2 separate regions of the Oryzias latipes genome follow, and region 2 is linked to region 1. The links are chromatin contacts, called in public Hi-C maps. All regions are on one chromosome and are shown on one strand. The core of a region is the stretch at or near the end of the contact, and the rest is flanking DNA. Distances in the headings are between cores, read along the strand shown.

Region 1 (5,368 bases), core at 1,008-3,507:
CTAATACTCTGTTTTCATCCTGTATTTGTAGAAACAGTTGTCATTTTTATTGCATTTCTGAATCTATGAAATCATTGGAAAATAGAATATTATGTTGTTAGCCTTCAAGATCTTACTGTAAAAAAAAGTTTGCTGATTCTCTGAGTCACTTAATATACTCTTAACACTCAACATACCTCATACATCAAATTGACCCAGGAACATCATCTCTGTTCCTCACAAATGAACATAACAGGAGGTTTAACAATGTATTTATTTCAATTTATTTCTAATATAAGTCGCTGCGGAGTATAAGTCGCACCCCTTGCCAAACTATGAAAAAAAGGGCGACTTATAGTCCGGAAAATACGGTATGTAGTCAAATAATCATTTGAGATGAATAAGTCATATTTGACAGTCAATACATATCAATCCATTTTGTTATGAATCAGTTGAAAACAATAAGCCGTGTAATTCCGCTTAGAATTACACCGTCACTGGCACATATTACCCGAAATAAAAACCTAATGCGAATGAACACTTTAGAAAGACTATTTATGAATTCACTGTGCTGCCATGATAAAAGCGTTGATTATTTCTAACTAAATTTGAAATGACATTCTTTAAAAGTATATTTTTGTCTATCGAGTGACCCCTGATGCCCACTAGTTTTTCATAGACACTACTGGGAAATTTTCAGTGCACTCAGTTTTGGAATTGTAGATTCGAAGAGCTCTACGAAACGGCAAACGCACTATACAGCCCACTAAGTAGTGCATGAATTTAGGCACATCCCCTGTACTGAAGCAACGTCTGCAAGCGTCATGCCTGGGAGATGTATAACACAAAAGCAGCACATTCCTGAAGTGTTTCCCTTTGAGTTAATAACATATGCATTTCAGTGTTTTATCGTCTTACTTACTCTGCCAATTCTATGTTAAAGCTACATGACAGGTTGACGTGTGCGAGTTTAACTTCTTGAAGCTCCTTATTAGTGTTTTTGTTAATTATTCTCTGTGCAAACACTGAGTTTTTTTAAAAGTTTTCTGTGTTTTGTTTCTTTCTTCTGACAGCATTTTTGGGAAAAGAGACACATTGAAAACCTTTGTGTCTGCTAAATCCAAGGACCATTTAGGACTTTCGTCAAACTCAGGGGGAGCGACACCCACCTTGACAAAGTTGCCGTCTAGCCGCACCGCTTGCTGAGCGTCCTCTAAAGCCTCTCTGTACCGACACAGCATCATTAGTGTTGCCGCCCGGTTTCCATAGTAACTTGGATTTCTTGGACACATATCTGAACATGAAAATAAATGTCATCAACATTTTTGATTTTCCAATTAATAGAGTGAGATTTTATGAGATCCAGAGAGTTAAAAAAAACTTTACTTACCAATAGCCTTGGTGTAATAGTTGAAAGCCTCAGCATAATCCTTTTTCACATAAAAAGCATTGCCTTGCTCTTTGAAGCCCTCCGCTTCTCTGGGTGGAGGTGGACAGAAAACACAAAACAGTCATGACAACGTGGGGACAGCAAAGGGCAAAGTATTTGAGTTTGATTTGCAACTTCCCTGGTTCTAAATGATCATGTGTATTTAAATAAAAAGCAAGCACAGAAAGTGTGTTCAAGCACTTAGGAGGGTTATGAAGAAGAGAAAGCTACACTTGGAAACAGCCTAAACAACATGGCAAAACACGTTGCTATTTTGTAAAGCAGGCGGAGGAGCAGAGCCAGGAACATATGACACCATGCAATGTGCTTCAGCCATTACTTTTTTTGGAAGGCGTCCATACTTCAACCGATGACAGCGAATGAATGGCATCATATGGCATTAAAAAAATAGTAAAAAGATGACAGTCACGAAACGACGTAAGAAAAAAACGTTCGAGGAGGTCTAACCACCACCACGGTAAATATAATTTTACAGCTGTAGCGGTGGATTTGCAAAAAACAAAAAAACAAAAACAAAACAGACAGGAGCTGGCCAAGCGCAGTGCAACCGGGCTTTCCAAATTTAGCTAAACAGGAGGAGCACTTAGCGCGTGCTACCTTTAGCTTTCAAAGTACGACAAGCTAATTAACATGACGTGGACATTGTTTTACACAAAACAGCAAAACATTTCTGTTGTGACCACTGACAAGAAACCTTCAAGAACCCACACCTTTCCAGTTCCTCGTCGCTAAGCAGTTCCATGTCAGGCTCCGTGTTCACAGCATCACAGTTTTCCGTCGCCATTTTGCCGTGACTGAGGGTGGGCGGGGCCTCGGACTGCAGTTCTTACGTAGGGTGTAAACAGGAAGTAACCGTCGAGGGAAGGGAACCTGTTTTTGCTGTTAATGATATTGTAAAAACGGAGGCTTTTTATAATTGGCGAACGTGCGGTAATGTTTCGTTTATACATATTTTTTTCTTTTAACGCCCAGGACCAATCAATAGATAAGAATAAAGCAGTGTTGTCCTGTATTTATTCAGAGGCTAATGCTAAGCTAATTGTTCTTGAACGAAACCACACAGACAGACATGTTAGCATTGTTTCTTGTTACCATTGATTTAATCCTACGTCTTTTTTGTCATCATACTGTCTTAATGTTACCTTTTTGAATAGTTTGGTGTCTCTTTTCGTGTTTATGTGCCATATTTTATGTTTCATAGTACGGCTTAACATCGGTTTGGTCCAGACTCTGTTGATGATTTCTTGCTCGTCTTGTTGTATGTTCTTTATGCAACAGCATAAATACTGGGGGTTTGACGATTCGTTTACATTCGATGTGTGGTTCATAGTCGATATTGGTTAATTTTGAACGATCCGATTCCCTGACGTAATCGATCCAGGACATCTTTAGCCAAAACCTCAACCAGTGTGCCTCAAAGAGAAATACCTGGGTACTGATCAGTGTAGGTGAAGTTTTCCAGATCCCTTGTATTTCTTGCAAGATTAAGTGTAAATTAAATATATGTACAAACAAACAATTAAACAAGAATTAATGGCAAATCCATTCACATTTTAGCTTCATAAAGTTTAGACCACTGTTGTTTTCCCACATTTAAATAATCTAAATAAACATTATTAGAACATTTTAGGTATTTTTTATTTTAGGCAAAGGCTAAAACTCAGCATTGAAAGTCTTTGGGACATTTATAATGGGCTTGTGTTTTCAGACAGGAGCGTGAAGACTTGTCATGGGGAAAAGCTGTAAAGTTGTGGTGTGTGGTCAAGCTGCAGTTGGAAAAACTGCCATACTAGAACAGCTGTTGTATGCCAACCATGTTGCAGGTACCTCAAAATGTTTGTTTGTTTATTTGCTTAAACATCTTACCCTTTAGTAATATCTAAGCATATCACAAATATGAAGCAAAGTCCAAACTATAATTGGGCTTTTTTTGTTTGTTTGTTGTTTTTCAAAGAAGTAAAGCAAAGTGCAGATGTGTCGATTCTGTACAGAATGGTCAAATTTTTTTTTTTTTGTGATTAGACATTTAAAATATTCAGGAATTGATCTTTCCTGCATATTTTTTTGGCCATTTTTATCTATTTGATCAGGTTCGGAGCCAATGGAGACCCTGGAGGACATCTATATTGGCTCCATAGAAACAGACCGTGGCACCAAAGAGCAGGTGCGCTTTTATGACACTCGTGGACTCCGCGAGGGGCTGGAATTTCCCCGGCATTACTTCACTTTTGCCGACGGATTCGTGCTCGTCTACAGCATTGACAGCAAAGAGTCGTTTAAGCGAATGGAGGCGCTTAAGAAGGATATTGATCGTCAAAGAGACAAGAAGGAGGTGAGAGCATAAACAGGTTTGTCGCGGTGAGGTGATATTGTCGGTGTGAATTTAATGCGGTTATATTGACCCACAGGTGACAATCGTTGTGCTGGGAAATAAACTGGACAAGCCAGACGAGAGGAGAGTTGACCCCACCTATGCCCAGAATTGGGCGAGAAATGAGAAGGTCCGTCTGTTTGAAGTGTCGGTGGTAGACCGTCGCACACTCATCGAACCCTTTGTTTATCTGGCCAGCAAAATGACTCAACCACAGAGCAAGTCCACATTCCCTCTCAGTCGCAATAAGAACAAAGGTGGGGGTTCGACTGACAGTTAAAATGATCCTCAAAGGTGAGGAGGGGGTGTGTGTGAAAGGGAAAGCAGGTTTTTTAGGTTCTGGAAGGGAGAAAAAGACCGAAATACTGCTGTGATATTTATAACCAGTGAGTGCTGTCATATTTGATTGATCACTATATTTGCTGTCAAAGTGAAAAACAATGAAGAAAAAAAAATCTGTTGGTGTAATTTAAGTTTCTGAGAATCATGGTCAAACTATTTCACTTGGAGCTTTGCTTGAATCATAGATTTAGGCCTAAATGTTCTTTATTTTCTTACAATATATCTTTTGATTTAGTCTTGGGGAGCTCATCAACTTATCATGCTTAAAGCCAATTTCTGAGCTGTATTTGTGCACAATTGCTTGAGGTGTGTGCACATTCACACTACATGATCCCCAGGACTGAAGGAAGAATGGCAGCCGGATGGCAGCGGGGCGTGTGGGTCAAGACGTAAAGAAACGTTCCTAGTTATGTAGGTGGAGTTTCGTTACACTCTCCATGTTCCTTGCTGAAATTTATTGCCGGATGCTGATGAGTGATGACTGACATTCCTTACTGTAAAAAGCTTTCTGTACAGAATGTATTTTTCTTTTTAAAAGCTGAATGTTGCTGCAGACTCTGTTGTTTTGGTTGTTCCCTGTAAAACACACAAAGAATAAGACAACATTTTGATCCATGTGACTGTTTATCTGCGTCAAACTACGTGTATCAGGTAAAACCAAGCTCTATATTTCGTCCAATCACTGAAGATTTTTATCAGGTTGCATAAATAAATCAGATCTGGTAAAGAAATGATGCATTTTTATGTTGGAGTGTTTTCTTTTAAATATTTTGTGACAAGTTATATTGCTTGTTATATATTGATCAGTCGAAATGTTTGCACGCTTTGTAAACAAATGAAATATTTGACTGTGGCTGACAAAAAATCAGTTTGGGCTGTAACTGATCACATTTTTATTGATTACCCAAATGCAGATGTGTGACCTGATCGCAAGTGGGTCAGGGGCCTGGGGTCGTCTGCCCGTGGCAGGTGTTTCGCCCGTGGCCGGTTGTTGGCGCGTGGCCTGGCCCCCCGGGGGTCGACGCCGCAGTCACAGCAGGGGTTAATGGGTTCACTTGGGTGGGTTTATTTAATTATTATTATTATTATTATTATTATATTAATTATTTTATTATTATTATTAATATTTTATTATTTATTTATTTTTTGGGGGGGGCCTGGGGGGGCAGTGTGCTAGTCCTTAGGGGGGCCAGGGTATGAATGGTGGGGCTGGACCCCCTGCCCCC
Region 2 (5,368 bases), core at 962-3,461, 150 kb after region 1:
TGCCTGTTCGTTCTGCCATAAAGACATGAAATGAAAACCATTTTTAGCTTAAAACAAACACATCATTGAGGAATTGTTGTCATTTGAATATTCAAAGTTGATGCCTGGTGACACACCTGTGTCATGTAAGTGATGCCGTTTCCAGCACCAGTGAGGATGGCTGCTTTAACGCCTGCTGTCTGCAAGGCCCTGCTTTTGAGGACCCAGTCAAACAGGCAGCGGGTGCTTTGGCGGGTTTTAGAAAAGAGGATCCCTCTTGATTTGACACTAGGACCAAACTGTTGCAGCAGGACGCTCTCCAGCTTGGCCATATTTGGGTTCTCAAAATGAGAATCAGCTGCAAGTTTCCTCAACTCCACTTGATTTTCTGCAGGAAAAAGCAGATTCTTTTTTATGCTTCCTTGGACAAAGGAGGGAGATTTTTGACCCTAGAGCACTATCGCCGGGTGATTTTCACCTGAGCAAAACTCTTTACATGAATTTCAATATGTTGCGTGTCAAGGAGTCTGTACCAGGGAATGGGTGGACCAAAGTTTCCAGTATAATTTTAGTATTTTTGTTCTCAAATTCCTAATTTTTCTGTAATTTTTGAGCATGTTTTTAGGAACTTCCTGTTTTTCTTTTTCATTTTGTTACACTCAGTTGAAAATAAAAGAAAATGTATCATGTGCTGTCATGTTTTGATCTATTTTTTTATGACAAGTACTTTTTGTTGGGTATACTATATCGGGTAAAAATTACCTGGCAAAAGTGACAGCGTAACATTTTATAGCAAAAGTGTTCTGGGGTAAAGCTAAAACATGAGGTAAAGGATTAGGACCTCCCACCTTCAAAAAGGCCCAACAAGAAGAAGTCTGTTCCATCCATGGCAGTGGTGGTCTTTGAGTCATAGAACTCCTCCAGGGAGCGATATGCATCCATCATTCTCAGAGTGTCATTGATGAGCAGGGCGTCATTGTACTGTCTGAGGTGGAGCGCACACTGGGCCACCAATCTGTTGTTCTCTCGAACTCCTGCTCCAAAACAAACCCAAACGATGACGGTCTGAAGACGCAAAATGTTCATGGACATGCTTTACAAGCAACAGTCCTACCTCGCTGCTCCAAAATCACCACATCTGCTTCATACTCCTGTGTTCCACACTGTCTGAGCCTGGCGTCACGAGGAAGGTTCATGAAGTCGTGGATCTGCAGCATCATCCACTTTAGATGATCTCCAAGTGGATCCTGACAGAAACCCGGCATAACTATGTAGATTGGATTCTATTACTGCTTTGAGAAGTTGGAAAAACAGACTTACAGCGTGTCTTTTCTCCACAATGTCAAAGGTCTTGACGGGTCTGGGCACCTTCTTCATCAGTTCCGGCTCATAGTTTTTGGTCGACACTATAGCTGAGTCCAAGTTGGCGCAGATCTGAAGAAAAGGCGGCAACGATGAGCAGACAAAGCGGTACGTTTGATTGGTGATGTTATAAAACTGACCTCCAGCACATGCTCCACAGCATCCTCCAGGATCCTCGCTCCTCCGGTTCCCGGCGATGCGGTCAGACCCAGAATCTGTGGCAGCTGCCGTTCTCCTTTTAACTTTTTTTCCATGTAGCATCGCATCACTTTGTTGTAAACCGCCTCCTTGTGAGTGTGGTGGCACTCATCGATGATCAGAAGAGTAATATCTGCACAAAACCATAGTGGTGTTGTCCTTAATGGAGACCTACCAGTTATAAGGGATTATGATTGTAACCACTGACCGGAAAGCTCCACATGTTTAGCTTCCTCTTTGTCGATCAGAGCGTTATACAGAATCTGTGCTGTGCAGATGATCACATCGTTCCTCTGCACCACTTTCCCGAAGAAATCTTTCTCCTCACTCACTCCGCTGACCTTTATGAGGTTATAAAGGCTGCCCAGGTGAGGCTTGAACTCTTTGCTGTAATGCTGGTCAACTAGGTGCACCTAAAGAAGAACGCATCAAACCTTTGTAGTCCATAGCTTTATATCATTTAATAATAATGTCAGTAGAAAAGGTTTCAGCTTACCATGTTGACTAAGACGACCACTTTAGCATTTGCCGTGGTCTCCAGGTGCCGTTTGGCCACATACACAGCTGCTCGGGTCTTCCCACCACCAGTTGGCAGCCAAATGATGATGTTTTCTCCCTTCAGAGCCCTTTCTACCACCTCCTCCTGGTATTTGTACAGTTCAAAATCTGCCATCGTGCTCTGTGATGCAATGCCAAAGTCTCAAACTGTGCAGGACAGCAATTTATACTCAATCAAGGGAACTAGATCCAATAAGACCAAACGCTCACCTCCTTTAGTGTGTGCCAGACGTGAGAAAAGGCTTTTAGAGTCAGCAGGACGCCTGCAGCTTCACCTCTCCTTCTACGGCTGCTTAGATCTGCTGTTGGGGTTTTAAAGTCTGCTGTGTGACGTTTAAACTGGAAAACGAAAGCAAAAGTCAGCTGATCAGAGAAACGTAGCCCTGCTGAGGGGGCGTGTGACAAACAACACTTGGCATCCTTTCGGAATTGACATCAAAAAACGGAGTAACACTGTGCAAAAGAGGAACTTTCATACTCACTTTTGTCTGATATCACAAACCTGAATCCTGCTCATCAATGGAATCTCTGGTAGTTGTTTGCAGGGTGTGTTTTAAGCCACATAGACATCCTGGGTGTTTTGAATCTGCCCTCGCAGAGCCACCTTTTGTGACACGCCAGGAAAGCAAAACTCACAGCTTGTTTGAGCTGGACTGACTGAGTTCATCCTCTCTTTTCTTTTAGGTTTCATTTACTCATCTGCTTCCGGGAACAACACAACAACAAAAAGTACCTAAATCAACACAAAAAGCCACCAAAACCACATTTGAAAGAACTCACAGTGCAAAAGAATGTAAAAGAAAATGTTACTTTTTCAAAAACTGTATCAAATTCATTTTGGCATGTTAGTGGTTGAAAATAACATTTAAAACACATGAAAAAAGTGAAAAAAAAGAAAGATGAAGCAGTTATCAAGTGATGCACAGGATAATAGGCTGGAACCAACCCTCTTTGTGGTTTTAGGTGCGGTTCTGCAGATTTACAATAAAAGCTTAGTGCATTATGCATGAAGACTGTTTCCTAGGGGAGGAAATGAAAAACAAGCTTCACTCAGACACCAACTAACCTCATTTAAATCTGAATTGCTGTAAAAGCGTAATTGGTAGCTGCAGCACTGGCAGATTGGTCAGTTCAGACTTCTGTTATTCTTTAATGAAATAAAAACGACTATTAAGATATAGTTACACTTAACAGTGTAAAATCAGTTTGAGGGAAATTAAAACTGTAACCATATTAACATCAGAATACCTCTAAATTACTCATTTGGTGGAATAAACTAAAGGTTTTATGCATGCAAATGATATTTACATAAGTTTATTAACTGATAAAAATCTTTTTTCAGACACACAAAAATAAATACACAAGAAAGGATCAACTGTGCTGACTTTATTTGGTTTAGACAAGACTTCTGCAGCTGGAACACGCCTGGGGACTCCGAGTGACTCACGTTTATACATGTGTTTGTTGTCGATAATTATTCCCTTACCTGAGAGGTTGGAAACTAACAGATACAAAAAAAAATTAAAGCCAAATTAAAAAATGATATTACAGTAAATGTCATCAAGGTCTACAAAGCAGGAGCACAATACTAGAAAGAACCCTGAATGAAGCAACACATTTCATGAATTTGTCAATGTTTGTCATTGTTCGAGTACAAAACTGACTTGTGCACAAATATTAAGAATAAATAATTAATTAAAACAAAATTTAAAAAAACATTTGACAATAATTCCCTCGAAAGAAGTGGGAAATCTCAGGAAGCACGTCAACAAGAGAACACCTCGTGGGTAAGAATTAATTCAAGTACAAAAACAAAACAAAAATGAGCATTAGTAACAACAAAATTATTCTTTTTTTTTCTATAAATGTAAACTATCATGCATTTTTTTTTTACCACTTCAGTTTGTATTGTGTCTTTGTGAAAGAAAGCCAAGACCCTCACAGCTGCAGCTGAGTCGCTTTTCCCTTTTTTTTTTTGCCTGTGTAAAAAAAGTGCTAAAAAATCAAAGAAAATCACTGCCAACATGGTCAAATGTGAGCCGACAGAAACGGAGTGGAATGAGAACATGTTTGGCCCAAAGGAACAGTGTGATTGCTGCTGCAGATCCAAATATAGACAACAGTTTATTGGACTAATTAGGTGTTGTTTTTCCACATAAAGAAAGTATAAATAATAGAGCTACACTCAAAAAAAAAAAAAAAAAAAAAAGTCAGGAAGTTATTTGAATGAAATGACTGATTAAGGTTTTTCACATCCTGGAGACTGTCCACGACGTTCAAGTGTCTGTCAGTAACAGAAGGCAACATGGTTTTAGGTCCGAAGGTTTTTCTCTGAAATCCTGAACAAATACAGACGCAGACGAAACCAGAACAACCCGCTTATGTTTCAAATTAAAAGCAGAAACATCGGTGAAAGGTGGAGCAGTTCTTTAACTCGGACCTGAAACTTTGGTACACTTAATGTGACGTGAATTATATTCAGGTTTCTCCCATTGAGAACTAAATAAAAATGACAGATGACACTTGTGATGTCTTAACTGGCTCTCAGCCGTTTCTTCACGAGATTATTTTGCACTCGCGCCATTATTAACTCAGGTATGAGATTTGACGACTAGCAAACAGGATCTTCATTTGTCAATGAGGCCTCCATCTTTTAATTTGAAGTAGAAGAACTTCTCCAGGGTGTTGGCACACTTGCAGTACTCGCTGTCTGGAGGGTTGTACTCGCGACAGTTGCTGATGATTCGCTGCAGGTCAGCGATGAAAAGCTTCTTGGTCACATAGTATCTGTTTTTTAACCTGTCGGTCATGGTTTTCAGATCTGTGTGGATGAAATGAAGAAGCAAACAATATTTGAAGTTAAATTAGAAGGAAAACAGAAGATGGCTGTGTATAGAGCCTTTACAAAAAATGTAAACATCATTGAAAAGTATTAATTTCCATTAAAAATGTAACTTTCATGGAATATAGATTGGGGGCTTAGTGTTTAATTGACTTTATGTATTTATTTGCTTCATTTTACCAGTACATAATTGGGGTTCCAGCTCATAAAAAGCATGAAAACAGGATTTCAAAAACTACTGTGGAGAAATCTGCCCACATTTTGCACAACACGAATGTTTTAAACTAACTTTCCCCTAACTAATCGCCTACTAAACCTGCACAGGTTCCACAGATGTCATTAAATTGTCTCAGTTGGATTCAATGTGGGGAAGACTTTAGACTAGCCAGAAGACCATCATAGATCCCCTCCAGGGGTCAGCTACTAAAG

The links. A called contact is a pair of places that touch in the nucleus more often than the background predicts.
Region 2: a contact with region 1 is called in a Hi-C map of embryo, with 3 times the contacts expected there. The contact joins the promoter of dhx58 here to the promoter of dnajc7 in region 1. A contact is called at or near these places in 5 of 5 Hi-C or Micro-C datasets (embryo, fibroblasts and gastrula embryo).

The regions. Positions count from the first base shown.
Region 1 is chr8:5,993,875-5,999,242 of ASM223467v1, forward strand. It overlaps dnajc7 (dnaJ homolog subfamily C member 7), which reads right to left and starts at 2,258. Exons shown (of 14, transcript XM_004071287.4): 1 at 2,140-2,258; 2 at 1,370-1,458; 3 at 1,149-1,273. The coding sequence starts at 2,213. It overlaps nkiras2 (NF-kappa-B inhibitor-interacting Ras-like protein 2), which reads left to right and starts at 2,249. Exons shown (of 4, transcript XM_004071289.3): 1 at 2,249-2,359; 2 at 3,138-3,252; 3 at 3,520-3,761; 4 at 3,838-4,876. The coding sequence starts at 3,159. The coding sequence ends at 4,080.
Region 2 is chr8:6,145,477-6,150,844 of ASM223467v1, forward strand. dhx58 (probable ATP-dependent RNA helicase DHX58) reads right to left here and starts at 2,212. Exons shown (of 11, transcript XM_020705140.1): 1 at 2,036-2,212; 2 at 1,748-1,952; 3 at 1,482-1,672; 4 at 1,300-1,413; 5 at 1,094-1,226; 6 at 828-1,013; 7 at 117-367; 8 at 1-12. The coding sequence starts at 2,212. kat2a (histone acetyltransferase KAT2A) reads right to left here. Exons shown (of 18, transcript XM_023957428.1): 18 at 3,464-4,918. The coding sequence ends at 4,725.